Linked DNA regions of Mus musculus: region 2 is linked to region 1. Evidence: chromatin contacts called from public promoter capture Hi-C data. All regions are on one chromosome and are shown on one strand. Each heading gives the region's core, a stretch centred on a gene start, on an enhancer-like site or on the middle of the called end of the contact. The rest is flanking DNA. Distances are from core to core; before and after follow the strand shown.

The links. Promoter capture Hi-C pulls out the DNA fragments that hold promoters and counts their contacts.
Region 2: a promoter capture Hi-C map of cranial neural crest shows a contact between it and region 1. The contact joins two enhancer-like sites.

What each region holds. Positions count from the first base shown.
Region 1 is chr11:117,089,024-117,096,445 of GRCm38.p6, reverse strand. No RefSeq gene overlaps it. Among named protein-coding and RNA genes, the nearest start is that of Mir6516, 15 kb to the right of the region's middle. Within about 2 kb of position 3,560, at least 115 of the 459 cell types and tissues checked have an H3K27ac peak or open chromatin away from gene starts, as enhancers often do.
Region 2 is chr11:117,624,267-117,631,688 of GRCm38.p6, reverse strand. It overlaps Gm35170 (a long non-coding RNA gene), which reads left to right. Exons shown (of 4, transcript XR_003949818.1): 2 at 2,829-2,904; 3 at 3,011-3,215. Among named protein-coding and RNA genes, the nearest start is that of Gm35170, 12 kb to the left of the region's middle. Within about 2 kb of position 3,233, at least 124 of the 459 cell types and tissues checked have an H3K27ac peak or open chromatin away from gene starts, as enhancers often do.

The DNA.
Region 1 (7,422 bases), core at 2,311-4,810:
TACTGAGGAGTATTGAGGGGTACTGGGGAGCACTGAGGGGTACTGAGAAGCACTGAGGGGTACTGAGGAGTACTGAGGGGTACTGAGGAGTACTGAGGGGGTACTGAGGGGCACTGAGGAGCACCTAGGGGTATCAAGGGGATACTGAGGAGCACTGAGGAGTATTGAGGGGTACTGGGGAGCACTGAGGGGTACTGAGAAGCACTGAGGGGTACTGGGGTACTGAGGAGTACTGAGGGGGTACTGGGGAGAACCTAGGGGTATTGAGGGAGTACTGAGGGGCACTGAGGGCGACTGAGGGGTACTGGGATGTACTGAGGGGCATTGAGGGTGACTGAGAGGTACTGGGATGTACTGAGGGGCACTGAGGGCGACTGAGGGGTACTGGGGAGTACTGAGGGGCACTGAGGGCGACTGAGGGGTACTGGGATGTACTGAGGGGCACTGAGGGCGACTAATGGGTACTGGGATGTACTGAGGGGCACTGAGGGCGACTGAGGGGTACTGGGATGTACTGAGGGGCACTGAGGGGCACTGATGGATATTGAGGAGTACTGGGATGTCCTGAGACCTGTGAGTGGGAGAAGGGTTTGAACTCACCAGGCAGCTGCGGATGACCTTGAACACCGTATCTTCCTGTTTCTTCCTCCCAGGTGCTGGGATGACAGGCCTGTGGCAGCATGTCTTGTTTCCATGGTGATGGAGACTGAACCCAGGGCTTTGTGCATGCCAGGCAAGCACTCTGCCATCTCTTCTTTCAGAGCTTTGGTTTACTGTCTTGGACTTTACAGATGGGACCAACAATACATCCCATAATGCATGCATGGTATGTTTCTTGTAGAATTTATGTTAAGGGAATGAACGGCTCTGGGTGTCCGTCTGCTGTGCAGGTCCCAGATGCTCTCTTCTGGCCGAGTCTTCCCCACAGCAGGGGTTTTCTGACTCCCATCAGTGTGGATTACCTTAGTCGGACTCTGCATCCTTCGTAGGTGTTTATCCCTGGGATGAAGACCATGACCAAAAGCAGCTTGGGAGGAAAGTTTATTTGGCTTCCCTGTCCCGGTCACTGTCCCTCACTAAGGGAAGCCAAGGCAGGAACTCAAGCTGAGGCCTTGGAGAGCTGTGGCTTACTGCGTGGCTCCCCGTGGCTTACTCAGCCTGCTTTCTTACAGAACCCAGGACCACCTGCCCCAGGCTGTCACTGCCCAGAGTGGACTGGGCCCTCCTATGTCAATCATTAATCAAGAGAAGGAGGTATCCTTTTAATGAAGGTTCTCTCTTCCAACGACTCTAGTTTGTGTCAAGTTGACAAAAACCAACCAGCATAGTCTGTTATTCCATGAATAAATCATACGGTGCACTAAAACCCATTTCTCCCTTATTCATCAAAATAGCTTAAGCATCATCCCACTGCACAAATGTATCCACATTTCTTTAATTGATTATCTTCGGTTGCTTCCAGCTTGGAGCTATTTGGAGAATTAAATATCCAAGTTGCGTCATGCTTCCTTTATTCATAGCAATGGGTCTGCCTAGGGAGGGGGGTGGCGTTGAGAGGGAGCCATCCACAGCCTGCTGGCTGGCTCTTGAGTGTCATTATCAACCCAGGCAAGTGTCCATTGCACAGCCGCTTCCAGCAGCCATCACTCAAGCACCAACACCTTGTGTGTGGTGGTTGGGCGGGAGGGCTCAGCCTTCCGAAATAGCTCCTGTCAGTCCCAGGTATAGAGCACTTGACGGCCAAGATCTATTTCCTCTCCGGAGCGGAGCTCAGTGGTTCAGCCTAAAGACTTCCATGGAAAAGCTACCTTTCAGGGCTTCACACGTTCTAAGATAGGAGCTCTTATGTATTCCTTGGAGGACAAAGAACGTTCCTCAATGAAAACCAAGTAAACAAGATACGCCTCTTTTTGGGATAACATAACAGAGTGAAAACAGGCAGTTGGATCCAACTATTGTGTGGTTCCCACAGAAAGGGCTCATTAAGAAGCCCTGGGGACACAGTTTATTCCAAGGAAAATGTTCCTGAGCTTACACATCCTGAGGCGTGGTGACGTCACTTCCCCAAAAGAGCCCTGTCAGGATATTAGCTTGTCTTGTTATGTTAGGAGACAGGGCACTCTGCCCTCTGGCTCTGTAACTGGGTGTCACCTCCTCCAGCCCCTTCCCAGGCCACTTAGGGAAGCTGCTCTTACAGTCAGGCAGCTGGGTGTCACCTGGCTTCATTGGGGGTCCCCAGGATGCAAAGCATCCCAAAGATCTGGTCAATCTCCGAGCCACATGCAAAGGGGAAGAAAGGAGGATATGTTCTGTGGACCGCTTGTCAGACAGATTCCAGTGTTAGATAAGCACCTGGAACCAGAGCCAGTGGCCTTTAAGATATCTTTCCTGCCAAACAAGGTGGACAAGTATAATCCCAGAACTGGGGAGGTAGAAGCAGGAAGATCAGAATTCAAGATCATCTGCAACTACATAGCAAGTTCAGAGCCAGCCCAGGCTACAGAGACCCTGTGTGTGTGTGTGTGTGTGTGTGTGTGTGTGTGTGTGTGTGTGTGCAGTCTGTCTGTTTTGTTTTGTTTTTGAGACGGGGTTTTTCTATGGTACAGCCCTGGAGCTTGCTTGGTTGATCAGGCTGTCCTAGAACCCAGCGATCCCCCTGCCTCTGCCTCCCTAGTGCTAGGATGAAAGGTCTGCACCACCACTGCCTGGCTGACTCTGTCTTTACAGCAAAAGAAAGATCTTTCCCGGGAGAGTGCTGAGCAATCTAGAGAGTAAGCTTGGCTTCCCCAGCCAACCCCAGACTCCCCTCAATTCTTCCTAATAGAAGCAGTCACTGAAGGAGCTGGCAAGATGACCATGTGGATCCGGGCTCCTGTCACACAGGCTTTGATCCTGGGAATCCATAGAAAGGCAGAAGAAGATAACACTCCACAGGGTGCTCCTTCAACCTCGCTGCCCTCCTCTCTGCAAGAGAGAGAGAGAGAGAGAACAGAGAGAGAGAGAGAGAGAGAGAACAGAGAGAGAGAGAGACAGGGAGAGACAAGACAGAGGGAGAGATAAAGACAGAGATACAGAGAGAGATAAAGACCGAGACACACAGAGAGAAAGACAGAGATACAGAGACACAGAGGGAGGAAGAGATAAAGAAAGAGATATGGAGAGACACAGAGACAGACAGAGATAGAAAAAGAGAAAGATACAGAGAGAGAAAGACAGAGAGACACAGAGACAAAGACAGATACAGAGACAGATGACAGACAGACAGACAGACACACACACACAGAGAAAGAGAGAGAGAGAGAAACATGTTTAGTTGCTACTTACTGGCTGGACAGGAGACAGGAGAATGTTGAATGGGGCATGGGGCCCTGGGGGCTGTGTTTGGGGGTGTACATCTGAGGTGTGACAGAACAGAGTTAGCTATAAGCCACAATGCAAATGTCAAGCCCACAGAGTCACACTCAGAGGTCATGACGTGGCCAGCAGATGAAGTCCCCTGTTCAAAGGCCCTTGCAGGTGCAGCGGATGGGATGGTGCTGGCAATGCGCCTCTCGCCCTACAGAACTCCCATGAGAAAAAGCTGTGTCAGCAAGACGGCCTGGCCCCTCCCAGCCTGTGAAGCCCCAAGGACTGTGAGACAGCCTCAGTGGGAGAAGGTCGTGACCTTCTCACAGCCTCAGTTTTCTCCCTCGGCTGTGCTCTGATGTGGTGTTTTCTACGTATAGATGAACTGCAGTTTCTCTCCACTTTGGGTTTGTTTGTTGTTGGTTTTTTGTTTTGTTTTTTTTTTAAGTCTCTTTCTTCCATTAACCAAGCAAAAAACAGAGTAGAAATCTAAAGAAGAAATTGTGTGTGTGTGTGTGTGTGTGTGTGTGTGTGTGTGTGTGTGTGTGTTGGATGTGCATGTATCTGTTATCTGTTTGTACACTTTTCTTTCCTTTAAAGTCATGCAAATATGCTGGTGTGGCACCTCGTCCATTTAATCTCAACACTAGAGGCAGAGGTACAGAGATCTTAGGGAACTAGTGGTCAGCCTGGTCTACATAGCAACTTTCAAGCCAGCTAGAGCTACCAAGACAGACCTTGTCTCAAAACACAAAACAAAACAAATAAAATCAGTTAAATGAGACTCCTCATTTTCCCCCTGAGAGTCAGGCATGACCTCCAGTCAATCAGGCACTTAGAGCTGGATCACTGGCGACTGTCCCCCGGCCTGCGTCCTCACCACAGAGGAACAGCTGAAAGAGAGGTGGCCTCAGGAAAGCTGTAGGACTGAGCGGTCCAACCAGGACCCCCTCCACGTGGGCAGCATTCGCGGTTGAGTGAACGAGACTCTTCGCCCTGACCCTCAAGGCACACTAGCCTCTCCACCGGCAGCTGGTTTTCTCCAGCATTAGCGACTCTGAGAGAAATCACATGCCTAGGGAGACGTGTGACATGTGAACGTTCTCGGGTGACACACGCATTAACTGCTCTTATACGCAGAGTGAAACTGTGGACCGGATCGGGCTGGCCCCAGTCGTGTTCTCCTGAAGGTTAGGGGTGGGACACAGCAAGGAGCCGATGGGCGGGACTGCGGAGCATCCGCTGAGTTTGGAATCCTGACCCTCCCCTTACTTGGAACAGAAGTGGAGGTGGCTTTCTTGATTCTCAACCAAATTACATTTTTTTTTTCAAAGGCTGGGGGTGTAATTCAGCATACATAAGGTCTTGGGTTGGATCCCTAACAAGAAAAATAAACCAAACAAAACCCCAAAACAAACAAACCAACCAACCTCACCCTTCCTTCACTGCCTGTCTTATTTGCAGAAGAACGCGCCTTTCTTAAGGCCCTTTCTGGAATTTCTCAGTTGGGGTACCGCCTCCTCATTTCCTGTTACTTATCCCTAGAGGAAAAGAAATGACCTAAACAGGGCAGGGGGGATGCTCCATGTGAACAGAGGCTCACCCTGCGAGCCTGGCACCTGAATGAAAAATAGAAATTAAAAAAATAAAAATAAAAATAAAAAAAGGAAATGACTGTCCCTAAGTGTGGTGGAGATGACGATTTATCGTAGATAGAAGAGAGAGCATAGCCCGAGGCAGGGGCATCTGGGAGCCCAGACTGAGCTGGGGCACGCAGGGATACAGGGACAGGGCAGGTAACCAACATGTCTGGATTATAGGGAAGAGCGTCTGAGCAAGAGCAGCCCAGTCCCTGGGCTGGAGAGTTCAGGGTAGAGGGTATGCCAGCCCTACCCTGTAACCGTAGGGACTGGAAGAACCTGAAGCCAGGTCATATTTGATTTGTTAAATAGCCACCATTTGTCTTGGGGTCTGAGACTGACTAACCAGAGTTCAAGCACCACATCCCAAGGTGGAAAGAGAATAGATCAAAAGTGGCACACGTAAGTCTGCACTGGAACACTCACACGCACGCACACACGCGCACGCACACACACACACTGCTAATAATAAATAAAAGTTTAAAAAGGTAGCAATTCACCTAAAAAAAAAACTTTCTGCAAAAAGAACATATCTCCCACAGTCAATTAAAGTGCCACCACCACCACTAGGGTGCCTACAAGCCCTAGATTCTGGTCACTTCAAGTTGCAGTGTTCTGTGAACTCCTGTACACTTGAATAGTCTTTAAACAAACCATCTTTCTCTTGTAACCCACGCTGGCAGTACCGTTTGCTGTCCCCAGTTACTGAAAATGAGAGTAGAAGAAGCCAAACCGGGTGTGGTGGAACACACCTTTCATCTCAGCACTTGGGAAGCAGGAGGATTTCTGTGAGTTCGAGGCCAGCCTGGTCTGCATAGAGAGTTGCAGGACAGCCAGGGCTACATACTGAGACCCTGTTTTTACAAGTAGCATAGAGAGGGAGAAATTTTCTCTCCTGGACAAAGGAGCCAACATCCTTTATGTATGGTGATTAATCTAAAGGTTTTGTAAAATCTGGGAGAATGGGAGATATTAGGTAACGGAAATAGAATGGAAAATGTCACATATTTATTTTGGGGGCTGGGCAGTTTACCAGGCTCTGTACCTACTAGACAAATAACCTACCAACTGAATCACACCTCTCACCCAGCATAATTTAGCATAGGCCTACTAAACACCCAACAGTTCGCAGCGTTTCCTCCTTAAACCTTTCTGTTTGCTGTAGAAGAACGGGGTCATGCAAGGCCAATGACTGCCCAACATCACACGCCCTGTTCACTTTTCCTTCATAAATACTATGGTGTACTCTTAGGTACTGAGCTGGGTACCAATGACTCATCTGTGCATAGGACAGTCACCACAGCCTGGGGTGAACTTCCTAGCTGAGGAGCTGGGGGGGGGGCGGGTAGGTGGGGGTGGGGAGGAAGATGGGCAGGCAGGCAGGTAGGCACACAGAAAGGCAGGACTGCCCCATGAGGCACCAGCTACCAAAGACCTGGGATTCCTTCTGGTGAATGAGATAGATGGGAGCCATTGATCTGCTCAGCTCTGTGTTCTGCTCCACGTCATCTCAACTGAAGTCTCCCTGTCACTTGGCCACAGCTCTGTTATCTGACCTTCAGAGAAATGAGAGATATAAGCTGATTCCTGCCAAGCGAGCTCAGGACCAGGAAGTTCCGGGGTTTTGCCCTTCATGGAGAAAAAGCAGTGTCTCGCTTATCCTGGTTGCCTCTGCCTTCTGCCTGTCTTCCCAGCCCTGACCCCTGCCTGTGCTGCAGCACTGTGGAGCCTCAGGCCTAGGCCTGGCTGACCCCTGTGTGGGGACTGCCACACAATAGAATTAGGCCTTTTCGCTTCTGTGTTAGAAAAATAAACACACTTAGGACATGGGTCAGGCAGTGTGCTTGCCTAGGATGTGAAAGGCCCTGGATTAGATCCCCAGCACCCAATGTGCCTCCCCTCCCCACCTGTACCCCAAAGAATGAAAATCCTCCCAGGATTGGTGCCTCTGGGTTTAGACAGAAAGAAAAGTTTTTAAAAATTAACATTTGTGTGTGCATGTGTGTGTGTGTGTGTGCGCACACATTCGAGAGCATGCTCATGAATGCCATCACCTGTATGCAGAGGTCGGAGGGGAATTTGCAGGAGTTGGCTCTCTTCTCCTACTTAGTGACCACACACTGGGCCATCTCACAACCCTGCTCCCCATCCCCTGCCTTATTGATTGATTGATTGATTGATTGATGATTGATTGATTGATTGAAACAGGGTTAAACGTAGGCTGGCCCCCAGAAAGCTTTGTATGGGAGGATTACAGGCAGGCGCCACAATGCTGAGCCTAGAAAGAATCTTCTGGATGAAGCCGAGTAAGATGGGCTAGAAAGGACCAGGGTGGGAGGAGCCTGAAGAGGGAGGTGGCAGGTCAGAGGTCAGCCAGAGGGTCCCATTCTTGTCAGAGCTTCTCAGAGGGGCTTGTGCTGGCTCTCTTGGAGATTGG
Region 2 (7,422 bases), core at 1,984-4,483, 540 kb before region 1:
TATGTAGGTTCCTGTGTGTGCATATATAGGTTCCTGTGTGTGCATATATGTAGACGAGTGGATGCATTTGCACACATGCGAGCTTGTGGAAACCAAATGTCAACAATGGATGTCTTCTTCCTCAATTACTTTCCTCCTTATTTTTTGAGACAGGGTTCCTCACTGAGCCTAGAGCTCACCAGTTTGGCTAGACAGATCCAGGGAAGGCTGGGATTACAGGCACACATCGCTGAACCAGCTTTTATGTGGATACTGGTGACTAAACATGGGGGCTTTGTTTCTGGGAGCTCTTGGTAATGGCTAGCCAGTCAACAGAGCCATGGGTCAGCCCAGGGTACGACTCATCTGCAGCCCCATGACTCAGTAAGAACCGTTGTGATCCAGAGCTGCCACCTAGCAAATATTCAAGAAAAGACTTCGAAGTGATGGCAGTAAACGTGTGAGGGAAATAAGGCCAGCGAGAGAAATATATTTTCAACACTAAGATGGCAATTCAATCCCAACACTGGCAAAGAGTTTTAAGTCTGTCCAGAATTGAGCGTGTGTTGGTTTTGTTAGGGTAGCAGGGACACACAGCTCAGTGGGCCTGCTGGCAGCCTGAGAAATCTCCTTCCCCCTTAGGGACACCACAAAGATAGAGCCAGATCTTTCCTTTTTTTTTTTTTTTTTTTTTTTTTATTTATTTATTATATGTAAGTACACTGTAGCTGTCTTCAGACACTCCAGAAGAGGGCGTCAGATCTTGTTACAGATGGTTGTGAGCCACCATGTGGTTGCTGGGATTTGAACTCCGGACCTTCGGAAGAGCAGTCGGGTGCTCTTACCCACTGAGCCATCTCACCAGCCCCAGATCTTTCCTTTTACCACAGAAAAGTATTTGAGGACAAGCCAACAGGGAGAAGCCAACAGGGAGCAAAGCCAGTTGATTGAGCAGAGTTAAAGACCAGCCTGTGCCTTAGATTTAAGGGCACAGCAAAGCTCCACGCCATGGGTGTGTGCTTCTCAACAGATCTCTCAAGATATGTGTCTTTAAAGGGGCCTTATAGGGCTGGTGAGATGGCTCAGTGGGTAAGAGCACCCGACTGCTCTTCTGAAGGTCCAGAGTTCAAATCCCAGCAACCACATGGTGGCTCACAACCATCCCTAACAAAATCTGACTCACTCTTCTGCTGTGTCTGAAGACAGCTACAGTGTACTTACATATAATAATAAATAAATCTTTAAAAAAAAAGGGGGCCTTATAAGCCAGCAGTGGTGTTATACACCTTTAATCCCAGCATGTGGGAGGCAGAAGCAGGCAGATTTCTGAGTTCAAGGCCAGCCTGGTCTACAGAGTGATTTCCAGGACAGCCAGGGCTACAACAGAGAAACCCTGTCTGGAAACAACAAACAAACAAACAAACAAACAACAACAAAAGCAACATTTAAATATATGAGGTAGCTTACTTATTTTATCTTAAAGAATTACTTTTGGAGAGCTGGTGTGCTGGCTCAGAGGTTTAGAGCACCCACTCACTGCCTTTGCACTTTAACCTCCCCAAGGTGGCTTAATATTGTCAACTTCAGGTGATTCAATGCTCTTGTCTGGCCTTTTGGGGCATCTACATGAAAATGCTTACACACCCCACCCCACCCCCCACACACTAATTTCTTTGGAAACGGAATTATAAAGAAGTTTTCTGTAGCGCATTGTTTAGGTTTGGAGAAGAGAGGCACCCTGGTGTGTTAAAATGAAGGCTGTAAACTTTGTGGCCCTTAGTAGGCATAGTTTATTTTTTAAACTGAACAGTTTTTAAAATTGTACTTGTTGCTGTGTGTGCTGGGTGTGGGTGTAGATACATCATTGTTCTGGTTTGACAGTCAGAGGGCAACTTTGTGGTCCTCCTTTCTTTTTCTCCTCCTCCTCTTTTTTTTTTTTTTTTGGATAGGGTTTCTCTGTGTAGCCCTGGCTGTCCTGGAACTCACTCTGTAGACCAGGCTGGCCTTGAACTCAGAAATCTGCCAGCCTCTGCCTCCCAACTGCTGGGATTAAAGGCGTGTGCCATCGCTGCCCGGCTCCTCCTCCTCCTTCTTCTTAAAAGTATATATTGGTGTTCTGCCTGCCTGAAAGTCTGTATGAGGTTGTCAGATCTTTTTTGAAGTTACAGACAGCTGTGAGCTGCCATGTCCGTGCTGGAAACTGAACCCGGGTTCTCTGGACGAGCAGTCTGTGCTCTATAACCACCGAATCATCACTCCAGCCCCTATTCGTTATTTTTAGCATCCGTGGTTGAGAAGTCTTTGGGCTTCTCTCTATAGGTAATTTTGGGTTTATCAGTTATGGTGAAGTTTCTTTTCTCATTTAAAAATTACATTTATTGATTTATTAATTTATGCATATGTGCATATGTGCCACAGCATTCACGTGAAGGTCAGAGTGTACTTTGTGGGAGCCAATCCTCTCCCTGACCCTCTGTGGGACCCTGAGATCAAACTCAGGCCTTCAGACTTGGAGGCCAGCATCTTTACCTGCTGAGCCATCTTGAAGATACAAGTTGATACAATTTCTTGATTTTCAACAGGAAAGGCAAACTTGTTCCCCGGGGCTTCTTCTCTCCTCCTGTCCCTCTTATTTATTTTTTCTATCTTTCTGCCCTACCTCAATCCCACAAGGAGTTCTTAATTCAATGGGGGAAATGCTTGTGGAGCAGGCTGTGGGCAGAGAAGGGAGGCGAGATGCACCAGCCCAGTCCACCATTACTGGGGAATCCACTCCAAACATGGAAGGCAGTCGGGCAGGCAGAGCTGTTCCTCAGGACTGAGAAAGGGCTCCCATTCTGTCTTTATAGATTGCGACTTCCTGGCACTGGGTCTGGAACACTTGAGTCCTGTTCCCTGTGTGGTGTTCTCTATCCTCTGAGAGAGGTGAGGAACCCCAGAAAGGAGAGGGCGGGATGATGGTTGTGTTGTATATTTTGGCAATGTCACAGTCTCAGGGATGGAGAGATTCATCTGGCTCTCCCTTCACCAGCCATTTCTACAGCAGCGGCAGCAGGAGGGGGCCAAGCGGCATGTTAATTCTTGCTGGAACACAACCAGGCTGACAGTTCCCCCGCTCTAGGCCTGATGGGTGAATCCAGGCATCTTGGCGCTCTGCTGACATCATGGAAAATCTTAGCTGCATGGCCGCAGAGCACACACTTGCCAATTAGCAGGGAAGCCCACAGAGGAAAGAGGTATGAGGTTTCGAATTATCCCTGCGGGAGACAAAGGGCCATTGCCTGATGCCTGAGAGAGGCTGTTCTGTGCACAGCTTGGGCAGCCCACATCTACTGTGGCACCAGGCCAGACATCATCCCTTCAGACAGGAGGAGGTGGGGGCAGGGAGCGGCCTTTGTTTGTCTCAGGCACCTGTGCCCAGTGGAGCTACCTGGATGGGAGGGAGGGGAGGAGGGATGACAGAGGCGGGGAACTTGCAGGAGAGTGGAAATGACAAATGTCTCCCACTGGGAACCCTGTGAGCTGTCCTGCAGGATCATCCATCTCCCTGCCGGTGATTTGCATTCCGACAGGGTGGGAGGTACTCCTGCCCACTGCTCCCCCATCCCACTGCTCCAGTTCCCACTCCAGCCCAATTCAGAATGAGGTGCTAGCCCAGGTGACCCCTGGAGTATTCCCTAAAGCCTTTACGGGACTCCCCAAGGGGCACTACTGAAAGTCTTTACCTCTCCAGAAAGCTTCTGGTAAAAGCCCAAAGCTTCGCCTGGCGCCTGGCGTGGCGTCTCTTGCATTACAATTTCAGCACTGGGGAGGCTGGGGAGAGAGGATCGCTGAGTTTGTGGCCTGTCCACATAGTGAGTTCCAGGGCAGCCTGACTTATATCTGGAGACCTTTTTCTTAAATCAAACTAAAGAGGCCAAAGCTTGTCAAGGTGACTCAGTGGGTGAAGCCAGAGGACCAAAGTCAGGAGAGAGAGAGAGAGAGAGAGAGAGAGAGAGAGAGAGAGAGAGAGAGAGAGAGAGAATGTAAAAGCACAAAAGGCATGCAAAACCCCCTCCCGTAGGAGGGGTGGGATGGGGCTTGGGGAAGGGGTTCAGGATAACGACACGGTGGGAAGCCATCCATTTGATTGTATCAAGAAGCCTTTGTCTTAGAGGGAGTGTATGGAAGCTGAAGACTTAGTATCATAACTGGCTTTCCTGGGCAGGCACAGCGTGCATGCTGCTTGCTGGCAAGCCTTGCCCACGCATCAGGTAGCCCTGCAGGCTCCCAGCTCAGGAAGCCCACTGGCACTGCACCTCCCTGTTTCTTACCCTGGGAGGTAGCACCTGCAGTCTGGAGCCCTGGGGCTGGGGGAGGGGTTGTGGGGGGAGGAGTAGTGAGGGGAGGGATCATGACACGATGTGCATTCTGCAGAGGGAAGAGCCAGGTGCTGATGCCGGGCAGAGCAGCCTGCTGTCTACTGTTTCTGCTTCCTGGTGACTTCATCTTTCCACAGGCCGGGCACATGCCTGGAGACATCAGATGCTCCAATTTGCAGGATCAGTCAGAGGCATGTTTCCCATGACAGGAGCCCTGGGTTGAGGCCTGTTCCTTTAGAGGGGAGGCCTGTGGGGGGCAGATCTAAGAACTGGTAACCTGTGCAAGGATATCAGGAAGGCTAGGCTCAGCAGGCTGGGTGCTCCGGGAAGAAGGGGCTGCACAGGGGTCCATCTGCCGCTGGGAGATCAGCTGATCTTTCCCATTGCTCGACCCCTTGCAGGTTGCCCTGTGTAGGGCAGAGGAAGGGTCCCTAATGCTTTCTTCTCGGGAAGGGCTTGGGCCTTTTCATGGAATTACCTCTTCCTCTGGCCCGGTGCCCACACATTCTCTCATTGTGGCCACCAGAGACCTACCACTGTCCCCTGGATGTTCCCCCTGGGCCCCTGGCAACCAAGGGCCAGAGGAAAGCTTAGCTTCTGAGCCAAGAGAACGCCCTTCCTTCTTCCTGGACATCGAGAAACCAGTGTGGTACAGGGACAGGCATGGGAGCTGTCCACACCACATGCCAGCAATGGGAACACCCAGTACCCAGAGCAACTTTGAAAATAATAAAACACATGGGAAGCCACGGCTCTCTATTAAACACCACACACCTAAATACCAAACACGTCTGATTGACACCAGTTGTTTACACACTGAAACATGTTGTGTCCTTGTAGAGGCCTAATGTATGTGTAAGCTGCGAATTAGCACACTTTAAAAATGATGTATCTTGGCCCCGACACCAGGATGGCTGCCTGCCTTCGTCTGGAAAGCGACTTCTTACAGTCTGACACTGTTTGGCATTGCCCTGCTTGCACTAAAAACGATTTGTTGAGGTTGGAAAGACGGTGCTATGATTAAGAGCACTTGCTGCTCTTGCAAAGGACCAGAATTTGGTTCCCAGCACTCCTCCTGGGTGACTCAAAACTGCCTGTAACTCTGGGATCTGACACTCTCTTCTGGGCTCCATGGGCACCTCTGCCCCCCCCCCCGACACACACACATACACACACACACATGTGCACACTCACACAGAAAAACACATATTCACACAAGCATACATATACAAATCCACAAAACACACACACACACACACACACAGACAAAATAAAATAGCCAGGCATGGTGACGGCTCACTCCATTTATCTCAGCACTGGGGAGGCAGAAGCAGGTGGATCTCTATGGATTCCAGGGCAGCCTGGTCTCTGTAGCAAGTTCTAGGCTGGCTAGGGATGCACAGTGAGACCCTTTCTCAAAAACAAAATAAATATAAAAAAAGATTTATGTATTTATTTATTTGTGTGTGCATTTGGCACATGTGTGTGTGTGTGTGTGTGTGTGTGTGTGTGTGTGTGTGTGTGTGTATGTGTGTGTCCATGCATGTCCAGGCATGAGCATACTCTGGTGTACAGACAGAAGTCAGAGGATAATTTTCAGACGTCAGTTCTCCCCTTCCACGTTAGTGAAGAAGGGTCTTGTTTTTGCCAGTGTGCGGTGTACCCTGGGCTGGCCCCAGAGATGTCTGGCAGCTGTCCTGTCTGTCTTGTGTCTTGCTGTAGGCATGTTGGAACTACAGATGTGTACTGCTGCATCCTTTGTACATGGGTTCCTGGGATTGAACTCAGGACCTTTAGTCTAGAGGCTAGAGGCTGTCCCTCAGTCCTCAGGTGCCTCTGTAGCCTCCCCTTCCCATTGAGAGTCTTCCCTGCAGACTCCCATTCCCCAACCTTTAGCCAGCCCTGTGGAAGTGAGCTACGACGGGCACAGTGATGGCTGGCATCATCCAAGAAGCAGAGCTTGGCTCTGATCCCATCAATCTGTAGGAACACACAGAGCTTTTATTTCTGTTTCAACTTTAAAACAATGAAACAGCACGGACTGTGGCGAGAAATATTTATGTTTTGCAAATGCAAATTTTAGTGCATGCATGAAATGTTTTATTGAATTTGATTCTTTAAATGAGAATTTATTCTTCTATTAAAATCATTGCTAAGAATCACAAATCAAGGAGAGATGGAGTGTGGCCCGCTGTATGAGCTCCCTACAGCTGATGGATCGGATCATCGAAAGCTTGGGGGATGGATTATCTCCTGGTTCTAAAGGCTAGGGTGCTTCTTGGAAGCCGGGCTAGGATTTTAACTTGACACTTGTGCATGCTGGGTGAGAATCTAAACCACTGCCCGGCCCCGAGAAGGAAGAAATCAGGTTTTATCATCCCTGACACTCCAGGACAAGTCCTGATCTCTCTTTGCCTGCCTTCCTTGGCTCGTGGCTCCATCCTCTATCTATACTAAGATCTCAGGGGTTTTGGTTTGGTTTTTTTGTTTTTGATGGCACTGAGAGTCTACCCTTAAGGTTCTCCATGTGCCCTTTCCATAAGAATCTACAGGAGAACTTTCTGTGATCCTGGGTAACCTCCCAACACCCAATCCTCAACTTAATTTTTTTTTTAATTTAGTTTTAATTGTGTATACACACGCATGAATGTAGGTGCCCTTGAGTTCCAGAAGAGGGTATTTGATCCCCTTGAGCTAGAGTTACAGGCAACTGTGAGCTGCCCAATGTGGGTGTTGCAAACCAAACTCAAGTCCTCTGCAGGGGCAGTATGCACTCTTAATCCCTGGGCCATTTCTCCCATCCCAAATCGTCAACTTTAATCACATATGCAAGGTTCTCTTTTTCATATAAGCAGCAGCTTGGGGTAGTAGAAGTGGGTCCCGTATTTCTTTGGGGCCTTTGCTCAATCATCTCGTTGTGTAAAAAGGCAGTTGTTCAACAAAATGTATCTTGGGGAGATGCAACATACATATCTGCTCACCCAGATAGAGATCCTACAACACCCTAAAGTACGGATATCACAAAAGTCCATCTCAGTTAACCAATGGGTCTTGCTGGGGTTACCTACAAGAGTACGGGTGA